Linked DNA regions of Mus musculus: region 2 is linked to region 1. A link is a contact called in public Hi-C data. All regions are on one chromosome and are shown on one strand. The core of a region is the stretch at or near the end of the contact, and the rest is flanking DNA. Distances in the headings are between cores, read along the strand shown. Region 1 overlaps Sox2ot (SOX2 overlapping transcript (non-protein coding)). Region 2 has its middle 24 kb from the start of Gm38509.

Region 1 (4,049 bases), core at 163-2,662:
TGTTCTAACTACCTCAACAGAGCAGGAAGTGCAGTTGTAACTGACAAGACAGAAAATTAGTAACTGTGTCATTTCATTAACACAACACAATACAATATGTACATACACATATACACAATGCATTATTAAAAGGAAAAGCAATGTTCTTGACACAGACAATATGCCATACACAGCTTCTGGAAGACAGCAAGCAAAGGTGACAGGGATCAAGCGTTTGACTGACTTGAGTGATACCTGTTAGCAGCTAAAAGTTGACGAGGTACAAGCTAAACCGAACTAGTTCCCCCCCTTTCTCCTTCAAAGCAAAACCGAAAACAGCACACACACACACACACACACACCCTCTAGCACTCTCAAACTGGAGCTCTTTAAAGACCCCGAGGACTTACGCTCAAGGCATTATTCAGAAAACACTGAGCCCGGTCGTTCGTCACAGGCAATTGTTAAAGGCTTTCAAAGAGCCGATCAAACGCGGCCAGAGTAATCTACATTGGAGTCCGGATGGTGGAGTTACGGCGTACACCTGCGGGATGTTTGCTGTCGCTGCCCCTCGCAGAGCTACAAATCTTGATTAAAGCTCCCTGCCTAACTGCCTAAGTTGCTCCCCAGTTTGGAAAGTTTCTTGGGACAGTTTATTTTGACCAGAGAGCTGTTTAGACACTGCAGCCAGAGAGGAGTTGAAGCCACCAAGGTGGGGAGGGACAGGGGCGGTGAGCAACTGGGAAGGTCTGTTTCTTGCATGGACTTTTTTGAACAGAGCCTTCATCCAAGCAGAGACAACCGAGATAGAAGTCCTGATTCGTGGCTTGCCTTTGAGTTCCTGTGTCTCCAAAACTCCTTTCACTGTCTTTGCCACAACTTTTTGTTGGATGGCAATACCAGTTCGTAGCTTTCCTTAATCTATTCCCACAGGTGTCCACCCTAGAGCCTGTTTCCAGCTTCGACCAGCACTCCTTTTCTAGTACAAAACTTTATCTCCCCCCGCCCCTGCCCCAGTCCGACTCTAGTTTGAAACTTTCGCTTTTGATTCATTTGTTTGAGATTATTTCCCCTCCTTTTCTGCGTTGGCTAGGTTTCCACTGTTTTTACCCTGAGGGACAAAAAAATGTGAAGTTGTGAGAAAAGACGATGCGAGGGTCGGACAGTTGGAGGCGGGAGGGACGTCAACGTCTGTCTGCAGTCAGCTAGTAAGTCCGCAAGCCCTCTGCAATCCCTGTGTGACCCATTTGGGGAGTGGGGTGGAGACTAACCGGCTGCCCGCAATGCCAAGATCAACACTCGGAGCGAATGTTATCAATAGACCAATTTTCTGCTCTTACCCGGGGCTTTTTTGTTTCATTCCTAAGTGGAGAGTGTCTGAGCTGCGCAAGACGCAACTGCACGGAGGCGCCCGGAAAGAGAGGGCGCTAGAAGCGGGAGACGCAAATATGGAAATTAACTCATTAGGAAGGGGTGTGGTTAGCGCGAAGCCCCCTCCTCCATCCCTTCCTTTCTCCCTCGCTGCCACCGTCCTGGCTTGCTAAATATGAGATTACAAACAAACAAATAAAGCAGAAGCTGACTACGCTGACTACGCAGCCCCAGATCAAGCACGCTCCAGATAATTCTCTGCACTCAGCGCCGAGGCCAGTTCTGCCACACAGCACCCGCCCCTGCCGCCACCGGGGGCTGCGGCGTTCCCTGCGCCATCTCCCGCCGCCCGGGACTGCAGCGGGGCCGCCGTCACCTTTCGAAGGCGCAGCACGTGGTCCCAACACTCGGCGGGGTGCACGTTTTAAACCCTAAGACGCCAGCTTCAGCCACTGTGGCGCCCTTCCGAGGGCCTCTGCTGACCTCGAGGTTCTTCTGCAAAGGCCCTGGGTGCTGGTGTGCTCTGAGGGAGAAAACAATCGAGCTTAGAAAAGAATGTTCCCGAGTCTCTGACCTGGGCTCCCCCCGCCCTCTGCGGTGCCGTACTCCCAGCGCGAGATTGCAGTGTACCAGGGCTCGGGTGAGACAAAAATTGGCACCAAGGCGGAAGCCTGCTTAGCGTCAGAGCCCGAGGTTGAGATATTAACAAAAGACGAGGTGCCTAGGAGTGAAGTCTGTGGGGTTGGACCGCCTGGGGTGCAAAATTCAGTGTCTAAATAAAATCGTGCGTGCGGGGGGGTGGGGTGACAATTAAAATGAAACAAAATGCGAAACTCGTCCTCAGTTGAGTCGGTCTTCCTACTCTCTAAGTCTTTATACAACCCTGTATCTAAGTCCTCAAAGCGAGGCGTAGTATAAGGCTTTAGGCAAAAATGATACTTCTAATGGCTGTCCTTCCGGCGACCGACCTCCCCGCCCCGGCTCCCATCCTAGTGCTCCCGTAGCTGCGGGCCCCTTGGAGGAGGCTGCGCAGTCCCAAGCTTCCCGCTGCCCGCAGGCCACCGCGTCTCAATGCGGGTATTGTCCGCCGCGGGTGGGGAGGCCAGACGACCAACACACAAGAATAGCAATGTGCCCGACTCCTGTTAAGAGAAAGTTTCCAAATGTCCTCCTTGTGCTGAAATACTACTTTTTAAAAAGTGCGAGTGCGTGTTTCGGTGGGCAAAGATTCGTTTTTGAAAGTCCACTCTCAATTCCTCAACGTTTTCCACTTCTTTTAAGTTCTCAGAAAAGGAGAGAGTGGGCAGAGAAGTGACTCGATTTGGGGGGTGGGGGATTGTAAATATGGTTGACGGTCAGTGGGACGGTTTTGAAATACCGGCAGTTGTCACCCAGGTCTGGTTCGGGGACGCGGGGACAGATGCTCGGTTGGCGCACAGAGTGGGAGGAGGGCCCCGGGGCGCGTGTGCTCAGAAGCGTTTCGCACCTCCTGTTTATCTTAGAAAGGCGCGGAGGGGTGGGTGGGAGCGAATTGTTCCTTTTCCCCGACAGGCAGTATTAGTTGACTAAAATGGAGAGGCGGGCACACACAAAAACAAAACCTCCACAGGCTGCGAGTCTCTCTCCTCTGACCCGAATTCCAAAGGCTGGGACTTGCCACTCAGAAGACCCTAGCGTCCGCGGTCTTGTGACCACAGCAGAAGCAGCGGTGGATGCCTTTAGAACTGGGCCTTTGGGGACAAGGGTGATGAGGCTATCTTTCTAGCAGCGGGGACACCTTCCTTCCATGAGTGGTCTTTCTTGTGAGAGGGTCTCTGGGTACTCTCAGCTTTTCCCAGGCATTTGAGAAATAATGGCTCAAGTCCCTTGCCAAACTGTCTGAGACAAGTATATTCCAAGACCCTGCAATACTAATTCCGTTTTTTTTTTTTTTTTTTTTTAAAATCACACCAGAACAAAATAAGACCAAACCAACCAACCAACCAAAACAAAGCAAAACAAAACGCAGACCCCTGCTCTCCCTGTCCCACAGCCAAATTCACCGTAAGGGCGCCCAAAGGGTTGTGGCTATTTGCAAGTCGTGTTAATTTGGTGAGCTGACTGGATGCCTTAATGATAAATCCCCAATGTAAAGAGCCTGATACAAGCTCTAATTGCTACTGGGAACTTCAGGTGGTTGCTAGGCTCCGTGGACCACAGCCACCCCAGAAAGCCTCCAACAGTGTGTTTGGATGGTGGGTAGAGGGGTGGGGTGGAGTTTCTACAGCTAGCGGTGCCCACATCTGCTGGGACTTCCATATCGAAGCTGTTCATTTACCGGAGCCAACTTATGAAACCTCCACAATTAGATCTTCATTGTCCTTCCCCCATAATACTGTCTAGAAAGAAAAGGTCTTCTCGGTCGGGGCCAATCCAACGAAGCGTTTGACGTTATTAAATAATAAAGCGATTGTGATTTACATTGTTGTTGAGAAAAAAGGCCAATTATCCACTGTTATGTTGCCATAAAGATCATATTAACTCGAATTAGTAATCAAACAATATGCGAGCGCTTTAAAGTACAGCAGAACTGGGTGACAGCTACTGCGACGTCTTCACTTTCACCAGCAAACCCACCCGCATCGTCAGCCGGAGCAAAAGAGGCCGACACCACAGGCCCGAAAGGAGGGAAGAGAGCTGCGAAGTGGTGATTAACCGTG
Region 2 (4,077 bases), core at 1,495-3,994, 130 kb before region 1:
AACTTGGCAGAAGCCAAGTGTAACACAGCACACTTCAGGCCCAGGCTTAGGGCCCATACAATCTGCCAGTTGCTACAGAGTGATCCTGAGAAACACGGAACTCCCAAAGACCTCAGCACTCATGTTTCTAAAAGGACAGACTTGATGTTTGTCATCCTTGACGAACTTCAAGATGAGTTGCCGCAAAGGTTTCAGGCAACAATGCTCTTTGAAGCCCTGCTTTGTTCTGGGTGTTTGGTGGAGCCTCTTACCGTGGACCACAGTTACTGTTCAAAAGCCCCGAAGATCATCCTCTGGCTTTTCACTATGAAGTTTCAAAAGGCTGTCTCTCTCTCTCTCTCTCTCTCTCTCTCTCACACACACACACACACACACACACACACACACACTCATACTCACACACATATAACCTGTAATCTGCTCTTCTTCCCTATCTCTCATTTCTCTCTTTCTCCTTTTAACTTCCTTTTGTGTTATCAGCCTCTTCCTTTTCTGGCGTCACATTTCTTACTCCAAGGATCTTGTTACAGAAATTTTAAGACCAAACTTCTGGCTTATAATCTTCCGGTCCTCAAGAGGTTGACTCAGGAGGATCCTCAAAGGTTCAAGGTCAGGTCACATTGTGGTACGTGTGTTGGATACCAGCATTCTGGAAGCAGAGGCAGGCAGAGCTGAGTGAGTTCAAAACCAGCCTGGTCTACACAGTAAGTTCATTTCTAAGCCAGACCTATAAATGAGACCCGAGATGCATAAAGTAAAACACCTAGTATCCCAGAAAGCATTTCTAATACAGTTTTATTTCCTTTTAGCCTGTTTAAAAGAGCAGTTCAGTCCCTGTGGAATCCTGGTTTACAGTAATCCATGCTGGAGAAAACATCAACAAACAGTATAAAGCATGCACAACCCATTGGGCTCTCCTGCTCAGCACGGATGGAGGCAGCCCATGGGCCGAGCCGGCTGAGAGCTTTAAGGAGTTTCTAAGTCCTCTAGGAAAGATATTTTTCCTGAACATAGTCCAAGGGTTGGAGTCTAAGCAAAATACAAAGAAAATGAATTTAGCCAAGCTTTGTCCCCCAGTTAGGCTAATTCCCCATAGCTCCATCATTGGAAATTAGGTCTTTGTCCTCCAATGTGGGCCTCTGGGGTGTAGGTTGCTGTACAGAACCACCAGCATTATTACAAACCACATCTCATGGTCTCTGAAGATGAGTTCTCGGTAATGGCAAGCTAATTATGCGGTTAGCAGACCCTTCATGTGCCGCTAGTCAAAGGAACCTGAAATGGCCCTGTTCTCCAGGCAAATGGCTCAGTTTCAATTGTGCCTCAAAATGCAGAGTCTCATCTTTGGGTCAAAACTGGGAAATGCGAGCCAAGTTTTCAATTAAATCTTTGAACAGCAAACCCCAGTCAGGCCACGGTGCTGATGACAGTGGGCATCTTCTGTGACAACTCCTTGGTTCCAAACGCCTGGGGGCTGACGTCTAAAGGCACAGCCATCTCCATCCCCAACCTCTCAGTCTGGACTGCTTCTTCCTCCGAAAAGCTAAGCACACAGCAAGCCTGACTCACCTTGGAGGTAACACTGGAATCTGCCTTTAGATCCAGACTAGAGGAGGGGCGCTCTGGAAGGATTTATTGGTCTAAGAACCAGAAACGGGGATGGAAAGGCTAGAAAGCGTCTGCACACAACCAAATAAGGAAACCCACCCAGATTTCATGTAAAGAAGAGCTGGACAGGACTCTGCTGTGTGGGAGTGGGACGCAAGGAGGAAGGGGGAGGAGTGTGGTGGATTTTACTCTGCGGAGAACCCCTCAGCACCGAAACCACCCCAATCCCATTTGCTTTGGTAACCACAATGCTCAGCACGCAGAAGAAAGGCTGAAAATGTTCAGTAAATTCAATTGAAATGAGAAGAAATTGGTGGCCTGAGTAGCTGAGGGTGTCTAAATATAATTAATTTGTGTGACTCTCAAAAATCATCTGAGGGTTGCTTCCAGATTTGGTTATAATTTTCATCTAGCAACAGTTTCTAAGACCAGATACAAATTTCACTGAATTCCTACCATGCACCAGCAGGCACAAAATCTTAAGATCTTAACCATGTTATCCTGCACCACCAAGGGTCAGGGAGAGACCAGGACAGAGGCTCACGGTGCCCAGCAAGCCTTGCCGTGTGCACTCTGGGACAAGAATGGCTCTGTCCTAGATCTGAATGGCAATGCAATCCATCCAATGTCCAGCTAGGGTTAAGCTACATTTCAGGCTGCAAGATGCTCTCTGGGAATAGCACGCACCCTGATGCATAGAGAACTACATTTAGTTGACTCTCAAGAAACATCAGCTATGTTAAATAAACTGAACTGCGCAGGCTGAGCTTTGTATGTCTTTAAAAACATCTCTGTGCGACGTTTCCCGGTGAGGCTGGCTGGTTGGTTTACCCTTCATGGTGGGGCTTAAACTTAGAATCCTGCATCTGCGGAGCAAATTCTCCCACTGAGCCCCAATCCGTGCTTGCTGTTTAAGTTACGAACAGCGCTCAAGTTCCATCTTGCTCTATCTCCAAGCTTTTTGGTTCAGGTGTGGTCTCCGCCAGGCAGATTAACAGCAGCACACTTTCCTTGACCTGTTCCACCTCTCTATAAACCGGTGCATGTGAAAACGACACAGAGACCAGAAACCTGATACTAAGTCCAATTCCGAGCACTTCAGCTGCTTCAGGGTCTCCAGGCTGCTTCCTATTGGTGGAGGCAAAGGGAAGGGCGTGGCGCCGGGGGATCCAGAGACAGGGCCAACAAACATCTGGGCTGCCTGCTCTCCCACGCCAAAGGATCAGGAAGTTTTAGTTGCAGAGACAATGTGGAATGCTACAGACAAAAATAATTACTTGAATCAGTACAAGTCACAGTGTCTGTGTTGGTTTAAGATGCTCTGTCGGTCACTGCACAGTCAGGGCTGTACAGTACGGCTCCCTTTGTATTTACTTCCCAAGTGAACAAATAAGTATGAGATGAGCAAATAGAGTATACAAACCCGGCGGGCGGATTTGAGGAGGTGAAGCCCTGTGAGAGTTGTAGGAAGCTAGGCTTGAGAAAGAAAAGGTGAGATGAAGGGGAAAGGAGGGGAAGGGAGGAGAGGCTGGCACGGTTGGCTTGGTCTAGCATGAGCAAGGCTCTGGTCTTAACCCCCAGTGCAAAGAGAGAGCGGGAGGCAGGAGAGAGAGAGAGAGAGAGAGAGAGAGAGAGAGAGAGAGAGAGAGAGAGAGAGAGAGAGAGAATATGCTGGTTGGAGTCTGAAGACAGCTAATTAACGTCTTCGCGATGTCCGAGGAGAGATGCAGTCTGACATTGTTTACATTTAATTTTCTATATTTCTAAATGCTGCTTGGTGAAGATATGCTTCTTTTATACTGAGGAAAAGGTTAATTTGTGTTCTACACTATGTGAAAAGAGAGCATTGAGGAAAGTCCATGGTACACCCCACTACGGTGGTAATGCTATCTTAAAGAAACCCTTTTTTTAAAGGAGGAAACATTCTAAACATGCAAATATGGTTTAAAATGTTTATTTTTAAGTATAGTGGGCCTGGGGCTGCAGTTGGAGATCAGGGAGCTAGGCTGGGGACGCAGAGGTGGATAATTTGTCTATTATATGAGGCCTTTGTGTGCATCACCAAAAAAAAAAAGATCAAGCACCCAGGGCCTATGTGTTGGCTCACAACTGTAACTCCAGCACCTGAGGCTGAGGCAAGAGGACAGATATATGAATGGTCCTAAAAACTATACCTGTGAAAAGAGCCTGGAGCCAAGAGTCAGACAGAGTGCCCACCTAGAACTGGTGATATCTTAGGTACATCTCCTGGTACCCCAGCCACCCATCAGTGGGATGACGAAAGCTGTCCGGCTTTTCTTGGGTGGTCATCAGCTGTATAAGGACACAGGAACGAGCTTTGAAAGCTTAGAGCTAACATGTGCATAGATGAAGGGGTTTGTCATCACAGCCTGGACCTGTGCATATTCATATCTATTTAAGGTCTAGTCTTACTTTCAAAACATTGTCTATCTGATAGCACTGTCCCAC

What was found. A called contact is a pair of places that touch in the nucleus more often than the background predicts.
Region 2: a Hi-C map of nephron progenitors shows a contact between it and region 1, with 3 times the contacts expected there. The contact joins two enhancer-like sites. A contact is called at or near these places in 4 of 484 Hi-C or Micro-C datasets (cranial neural crest, nephron progenitors and uterus) and 9 of 115 datasets of contacts at active chromatin or transcription factors (craniofacial prominence, embryonic midbrain, embryonic stem cells and 2 more).

Annotation. Positions count from the first base shown.
Region 1 is chr3:34,661,789-34,665,837 of GRCm38.p6, reverse strand. The region is part of intron 4 of Sox2ot (SOX2 overlapping transcript (non-protein coding)); the gene reads right to left. Among named protein-coding and RNA genes, the nearest start is that of Sox2, 14 kb to the right of the region's middle. Within about 2 kb of position 1,412, at least 82 of the 459 cell types and tissues checked have an H3K27ac peak or open chromatin away from gene starts, as enhancers often do.
Region 2 is chr3:34,794,363-34,798,439 of GRCm38.p6, reverse strand. No RefSeq gene overlaps it. Among named protein-coding and RNA genes, the nearest start is that of Gm38509, 24 kb to the right of the region's middle. Within about 2 kb of position 2,744, at least 24 of the 459 cell types and tissues checked have an H3K27ac peak or open chromatin away from gene starts, as enhancers often do.